Regions from separate parts of the Anser cygnoides genome. Here region 1 is linked to region 2. A link is a contact called in public Hi-C data. All regions are on one chromosome and are shown on one strand. The core of a region is the stretch at or near the end of the contact, and the rest is flanking DNA. Distances in the headings are between cores, read along the strand shown. Region 1 has its middle 68 kb from the start of DIPK2B. Region 2 has its middle 200 kb from the start of DIPK2B.

What was found. A called contact is a pair of places that touch in the nucleus more often than the background predicts.
Region 1: a Hi-C map of liver shows a contact between it and region 2, with 1.8 times the contacts expected there. The contact joins two enhancer-like sites. A contact is called at or near these places in 2 of 7 Hi-C or Micro-C datasets (granulosa cells and liver).

The regions. Positions count from the first base shown.
Region 1 is chr1:118,982,761-118,986,762 of Taihu_goose_T2T_genome, reverse strand. No RefSeq gene overlaps it. Among named protein-coding and RNA genes, the nearest start is that of DIPK2B, 68 kb to the left of the region's middle. Within about 2 kb of position 2,717, at least 1 of the 3 cell types and tissues checked has open chromatin away from gene starts, as enhancers often do.
Region 2 is chr1:118,853,767-118,857,597 of Taihu_goose_T2T_genome, reverse strand. No RefSeq gene overlaps it. Among named protein-coding and RNA genes, the nearest start is that of DIPK2B, 200 kb to the left of the region's middle. Within about 2 kb of position 2,232, at least 2 of the 3 cell types and tissues checked have open chromatin away from gene starts, as enhancers often do.

The sequences.
Region 1 (4,002 bases), core at 1,468-3,967, 130 kb before region 2:
TTATGTTGAATGCGGGGTGCTTAGTCCACCGTCAGCTTTTACCAAGTCTGTGATTTATTGCCGCTGTTACCAGCATCTCTTATGAAAATGTGCAATGTTTACGTATTGCCTAACCTTTGCCTAAATTCTGTGTACTTTTCAGTTATAAAGACCATTGGTCAAAATGCGAGGAGGAATGTACTATTACCATAAAACAGCAGAACTTTGCTTCATGCTAGGCAGCTGCGATGCTCATGTTTAGACAGAGCACATATGTATGCACAGCAAAGAAAGGGATATTTTTTTTTTTTAATGTAAAGCCTAAATTGTTCAAGAATCAAAGAGAAAGAAGTCCAGCAAAACAATAGTTACCGTGTAAATAGTGTTGAGAGGAAAAAAAAAAAAAGGAAGCCGTCTTGACCTTGAAAAAAGCCTGACGTTTACATAGCACATTTTGGAGAAGTTCTGTGAAATTTCCAGGTGGTTTTAGTTGTAACAGGACACCTGGTTGTTAAGCTGTACGTCTGGAAGGTGCTTGCAAGGTAGGAAGATCACAGGTTCACAGGTTATGGCTTTGGCTACTGTTCAGCGTGTGAAATCAAGGAGAGAACGAATTTACCGGGTGAGGGAGTGTTGTCAAAGCTATCCCAAGCACTGGTTGCAACACTGCTGGGAGAACCAGTGCTGGGAGAGCACTGCTGGGGCTGCTGCACTTGTCTTTGCTACGGCAGCAGTACCTTGATGAGAGCAGATGTGACTGTGCTTCGCCTGCCCAGAGCACATCTGCACACCGCAGTGGGAAAGGGCACTGGAAGAAGCGGGGTGTGTGGGTGCTCGGGGTGTTGCAAACACTCAGAGGATTTTTGGATTTAAGCGTTGCAGTGCCTCGGTGCTTCAGGGAGTGGATTTGGCTGTAGACAGAAAGTAGCAAAAGAAGAGCCAAGACCCAGACAGGGAGAAAGTGCAAAGCAGAATTTCTCAAAAACATAGTTTTACCCCGCCTTTGTTAAAAATTCAAACAAATACCCACCAGCTGAAAAAGTATATTGAATAATTGGACTTCAGATACTGTGCCAACAAAACACACATGGGCCGTGGTGATAAAAGGTTTTCTCCCAGTGGAACAAATCACTTATCAGGCTATGATACAAAGTAAGGAAACATTTCAGTACAAGTGAACTTTAGCTTCACAATAGCTGCAATAAGGGAACGCTGATTTTCGGCTGCCTTATTTGGAGGAGAACTATCCAGACCTACCCACAGCCTTTACTTATCTGCTATTGTGTAATTTTTAATGTCATATTTGCTTGTACGTGCCCCATAATGACCGTTTTCCACTAGAGACATGTACATCTACTATTTTGCAGCCTCACACGTTTCCTTCAAAATTTCTTCTCCCGCTTTTCTCAGCCATTTTGCTTCTCACTTTCTTTTCATATCTTGGCCATTTCCTCCCTTTATTCATTTTCTTATTATTTCTTCCCTTTCTTTTGTCTCTTTCTTTCCTTTCTCATCTTTCATATTCAGAGCCTGACACAAAGCCCGTACACTGTCATTTGCTCTTTGAGACCCTTTTTGCTCTTTGATACATTTTCATCAAACACTTGAGAAGAAAGAGAAAAATTTGGAAAAGCTTTTTCTTTTGTCTTGGGATATTAGTTCTTCTTCATGTCCTTTCTCTACCCAAGGAGGCTAGCAGCTTGCCCAGGAAAGGTTATTAGAGCTGCATCCATACTGTGATTTGGGATGCCAGGGACTGGAACAAGAGGGAGTCGTGTGATGTAGTGGCCCACAACGGCACATACATTTTTTGTTATCCTAATATGACAAGAAATTTGAGATTCCCCTAAGAATCACAGTTAAGTTGATTTGAAAAGCATTAAAAATCAAACTTGAACTTAACAGGGAGGGAGAGAGAAGTGCTGAGAAGTGCTGCATCAGTGTCCTGTGCCACCATCAGAGGTGCCAAACTGGGATCCAGGACTTAGTGCCCTGACCATGGCTGGTGCAGAGGTCCCTGAGAAGCCTCTGCCTGGTGAGCCCAGGGGCCAGGCAGGCTGGCCAGGTTGCTGCAGGTGCCAGCTGACCTGCTTCATCTTCTGTTATCCTTTCTCTCTCAATGTGATGTTGAGACATTTATTCCCAGTGCATTACTCTGAGAACCGTTTCTAGCAGCTGTTTCTGCCTATTGCTGATGAAACCATTGTTTTATTTTTCCTGGATAGATAGTCTTGAAAGACCAATATTTAATTCTCATGAATGTGAACAATATAGTCAGTTTGTTTGAAAAACAAAACAGCCCTCCAAGCACAGCAGGTGGTACCACACTGACATTATTTAGAGCCACTCCTCACTTCTAATCTGGTTTTGTTTGTTTGTTTTCACAAATACTGGAGAAATGAAGGGAATCTCCAAATTCCACCTGAGGAGGACATACTCCTCATGTTCAGCACATGTTTGGATGACATCCATGACTTAACAGGAGTTAAAGTGATGCCAAATGCATGACCCCACACTTGCATGAGAGAGGCTAGGGGACACTACATAGCCTAAGCTAAGACTATTTCACTTTTCTTTCCTCTCCTTAGCCAAGAAAAGAGGTAATAAAATGCTTGGCTACTCCCCCCGGATGGAGGCAGCAAGTAGTGCCACGTATGACCTTTTGTTCCTTTGACATGCTATCTTATAAGCTGGTAGCTTTAAGAAATGCAAGGCAGAAAATTTTAATCTCCTGGAACATGATGTAAAGCCGTTTAATTATTTTTAAGACATTCTTTGAGAATGACTGGATTGCTGCTTAAGGTGGGGCGTGTGCGTGTGAGTAAAGGTTTGCACTTAACCAAAAAAGGCCTCCCGGGTGTCCCAGAGCTGTTAAAGCAGGCTGTTTCCTGGGCTGGCCTGTAACTCTGGGCACTTGGAGATCCTGGATGCTCTCCAGACATGCTGCCAACTTGCAGGCAAGCACGAGTAATTCTCAGGCTCACCCACTCCTAGCCACTAGCCAAAGTTTCTATTGCCCTGACAGCACAGTGCTTTCCTTTGGTTATTCTCCCCTCAAACACCCAAAGCTCAGCTACAGCTGACCATAGGAAAAGATGCAGGCTTCTGAGAATTAGGGATGGGTGAGAGTTTTTGGTCTAGAGGGAAAGCAATGGGTTTGAAAAATTGTTCTTTCTCAGAATGGAACAAAGACACTCCATTTTTCTTCCAAATTTTCTGAGCCCAAAATAAATTCCCCCAAACCACCTGTAAAAAAACAGCATTCACTGAACTGCTCTCAGTGTTTCATTTTGATAAAAACGCAATACCTCTTTCTTACTCCACCTTGAAATCATGATTTTTTAATGCATTATTGAAGTAGGAGTCCACCATAGTAAAAAGTCTTTCAAAATGGAAAACTGAAACATTTGCTTCCAGAAAATTCAGATGAGACTTTCTTGGAAGAATTCCTCTAAAAATTTGCTTTTCAAAATTATTTATCTTTGATAAAACCCTTTGTTTTTTACAAACTAACATTTTTATTTTTATCTATTTATTTATTTATTTCTGGTGGGAAATAAGTTACCATGGAAGATTTCCATGCAGCTCTGTAGCAGGCAGGCCCATGAAAAGACCATGTCTGGGGTGTTGGACAGCCAGATCTAGTGGGAGGTGTCCCTGCCCATGGCAGGAGAGGAGGAACCAGATGATCTTTAAGGTCTCTTCCAGCCTAAACTATTCTATGATTCTATGATTTACCTTTCAGTGGTGGTAAAGAGAAGTGTTTGGACCAAAAATTGAAACGAGGGTCTCCTTGGCCTTCTCCTCTCACCAGGATGTCCCTACTTCTGGGCCCCATCTCTGAGCCCAAGCATGTCATAGCACTCCCCTAATATAGGCACAACTGGATATTAGAGAATAAGGATTTCAGTAGTTAAAAGAAGCTGAAATGTTATCCTAATCGAGTGTATAGACCTCCACAGGAGTGCAGCAAGATCTAATTCTGCTGTACAGCAGCTATGAGATTCAGTGCTCTTCTTGCTT
Region 2 (3,831 bases), core at 983-3,482:
GAAAAATCTGAACATTTCTGCAACAAGTTGTCAAAATAAAGTCTTCAATCTCAGAACACAAAGTTTTTCAGAGCTACACGTCGGAGCTAGGAAGATTTGACCATCTTTTTCATCTTAAAAACTCATGAATGCATCTTTCGGCACAAGACATTCCAGCTTTCAGAGAGTACCTGAGATCTTTCACTGAAGAGAAGTAATGGTAAGGAAGATGCATTACATAGTGATATTTAAAGAGAAGGAGTGTGGCATGATAGTCAGGCATACAACCAGCTGAAAAACACTTTGATCTGTAATGCCCAGTAGGTGTTTTTATTTTGTAATTTTTTCACTTATTTGCAGTAAGTGTAGTTATTATCGGTTCTCCTTCTCTTTTTCTTTTCCATCATATAAAGTAATTAGGGAGTCAGAGTCCTTTGAAGCACCCTCAGGACATAAGACTATCACCAGGTTTTTTGATACAAACAATGATAGAAAACATGCATGAAACTGAGAGCATTCTAACAATCTTCCTCTCAAATCATCTGTTTAGCCCACGCTATGCATGTTTTGGGTTCTGGTCAGCAGAGTTAAAAATGCTCCAGCTTTTGCACACCTCTGTTTTCTTAAGACTACCAACACATATGAAAGCAGCTACCCATGACTGAACAGAGTTTTTATCCTAAGCTGTTGTACTGGTACTTTAACTTTTTATGACTCATAGTTTAAGTATTTGGGAATTCCCCTCTAAATATGAGTTTGACACACTTAAATTACGGAAAGTTATTTTATTCAAAAAGTAAGAAAGCAACGTTCATGCAATCCCCAGGTCTATATTTAGCAACACACAATAGGTCTTTTTTCCAATAAAGCTTTTGTACCAATTGTAATTAAAGACAGATTGAAGGAAAAAAAAAAAAGAAAAAAAAAAGAGAGAGGGAGAGAACAAGACTGAATAGCACAAGTAGTAGCATTGAAAGAGACAATCATAGTGTTACACACCAAAGCAAACCAGAAGCGTTTTTTCTAAACTATTCGAGCAATGTTAGGGCCATTTGCACCCCCTGCCCCCAGCTGCATTAAGAGTGTGCAGCTTCTCTCTTACCTGCGTGCTGAGGTACCTTCTTGGTGGGCTGACCAGTCACCGCAGATCAGCTGACCACAGTCTGGAAAAAAAGAAAATAAAATCAGCTGACCATCCCTGCTGGCTGGCTTCAAGCTCAAGCACTGCTCTCCACAGCACTTTGTCATGTGAGTCAGGACAGAACCAGCTGTCATTGCTTCAGAAAAAGGGAAACGGGCCCCTCCGTTTCCACCTCCTTCCTTCCTCCTCTCTCACTCTTTCCTATCTCTCTCTGCCTCCGACCTCCTCCCTTTCTCATTCTCCAGCCCTGCTCATTCACTGCCTGCCTGGCGGGGGTCTCCCGGGGGAAGCCACATTCCACAACATGCAAGCATTTCCCCTGCATCTTGAGGTTTCTCAACAGACTGCCTACACACTTCTCTGAAAAAAAAAAAAAAAAAGAGAAAGAAAAAAAAAAGAAAGAAAGAAAAAAAAAAATCAGAGAAACAGAGAAAAGGCACCACATTCCACAGCCCTCAGTCAGCCCTGGCAGGCTATGAGGCATTTTCAGTCACACAGCACAAAATGCATTAGTCAGAGCTGAAAGACCACACACTTTGTACCACTACCATGCTAACAGAGAATGGTCTGAGCAGAGCTACAGGAAAAAGGAAAGGAGGGGTTCCTATCGTTGCTTCCATTTTACATGCTGTACCCACCTAAACCCAGGAAAAATTCTCAGGGACAGCCCCACAGCTGACATTCGCAGAAGAAATGCTGTGAGTGCGGGCAGCGGGGAAGGCTCTCTGCTCGTGGAGCGTGACCTTTTCAGCAAGGACTCCCCCTCCCGCAGAATGCGTTATTCCAGAGACTGCAAGACATTATCTAAATCAGAACTTCTATCTCCCTGATGGTTTATTCGTAGGAAATAGAAGCCTAGAAAAAGCGAAAGTAATACTGCGTGATTCAGATTCCCCTAAACCGCATATACTTTCAATTCAAACTTTTCTCCTCGTCGATACTCCCTATAGTTCTGCCACTATATCCATCTATGGAGTTTTCTTTTCTCTACTGACGCAGTTTCAGCTCCCCGTGTGTGTAGAGAATCTGATCAGCCAGGAACGAGGAGAGAGCTCAGTGTAAAAAACCCTCATTCCAAATCCAAATGACCTAATCGTTCATCTATCTGCTCGCTGCTTCCGTCCTCCCCTCCACACACACACACTTATCTGTTGCTTGAAGGCATTTTAGGAGTATGTATATGGCTTAGGAGAAATCACCACGCTTTATACTGCGTTATACAGAGAGCGTGCTGTGCTTGTGCACTCGCTTCTGTCCACTGAAACCAGTACCACGTAGTCCCCAGCCCCAAATTCCCCGCTCTGCACAGGGACGGTCCCTAATGCGCCCTGCTAGGCGCACCGGCTGAAGTCAGCACCAGAAAAGGGTAGGGAGGCGGGGGGAAGGGGGGAGCTGAGAACCCTGAACCATTTGCACTGGAATTTCTGTTTAGGAAAGTCCATGCTTTAATGAAAGACTGATACCAGATACCACAAAGAAACTTTTATTTCTGCATGCACATGACTCATATACATTTTCTGTGTGGGTTATGTGGTTATGTTATGTTTCATCTTAAAAAAAAAAAAAGTTTCAAAGCGATCTTTAAACATTAGTTTTAAGAAAAACTTAATATGTTTATGAACAATGATTGTTTTTAAACTGCCTTTTATTGCACAGTGGTATACAGAGCAAAGACGCTAATGTGTGTTATTGCTATAGATCTACTTTGCATTTAATACTAAATAAAATGATCAGTAAAAATATTTATTCTAAATGATTTCCCTAAATAGCTCCCAGAAAAGTAAACTAACCAAACCCTTGAGCAAAACAGACCCTCTTAGTTATAATGTTGTTTTTCTTCCCCTTTTCTCATTTTCTTGATCATGAAAATACATTTACTCAATATGTTACTGACTTAGATGTATTAGTTTAAAAAACAAACGGTAGCCGCTGCTGTGCAGTATTTCAGCAGAGGAAGGCTATCCAGAACAGCCTCAGAGACTGAACACTGTCGCCATTATAACAAAAGCATTAAAATGAATAATTCATGAGCAGAAGGACTACCCTACCACTAAAAGGCACCGACTATTTCATGAATTGTCCAAAAGCTGCCCCTTTTACTGCACAGCTCCTCCAACTACTTAACTATTCTTCATTTTTCTAAAATGGCATACAGTAGTAATTAGCAAAAACCCATGGACCAGTTTTAGTAGATTTTCCTCAGGAGTAAGAAATGAAGCTGAAAGAGAGCCAGAGGGGGAAAAAAAAAAAAAAAAAGTGTTTATATTTGATGGTGGATCTATTAAAGGGTGAATGAAACAGAATTTCAAGAGGCTTCTCTAAACTGTGCTTTCAAATCTTGAAAAGGAAGAACACAACAGTTATGTCCTTTGCCTTTATTTGGGACCTTCCTTTTCAGGATCCCAAAGCTTCATGACAACACTCGTGAATTAAAAGGCCTCATTAGTGAGCTCTTGCAGAACTTACTTTTCTCCTGCTTATAGTTGCGGAACTTAAAACTTCAAGAAGACTAAATGATTTTCTCCAAGTCACACAGGAAGGCTTGGAGACAGCCAAGAAAGAACAGAGCTACAACTCCTGGTTAACAGTCGTGTGTCAAACAAAAAGAACAACTTCCTTGCTTTACAGTATTATACTAAAAAGTATCATAATGTTCAATAGTTCTGCAAGTAGAAACCAGTTCTAGCCTCCCTTCCCCCCCCCCCCCCCAA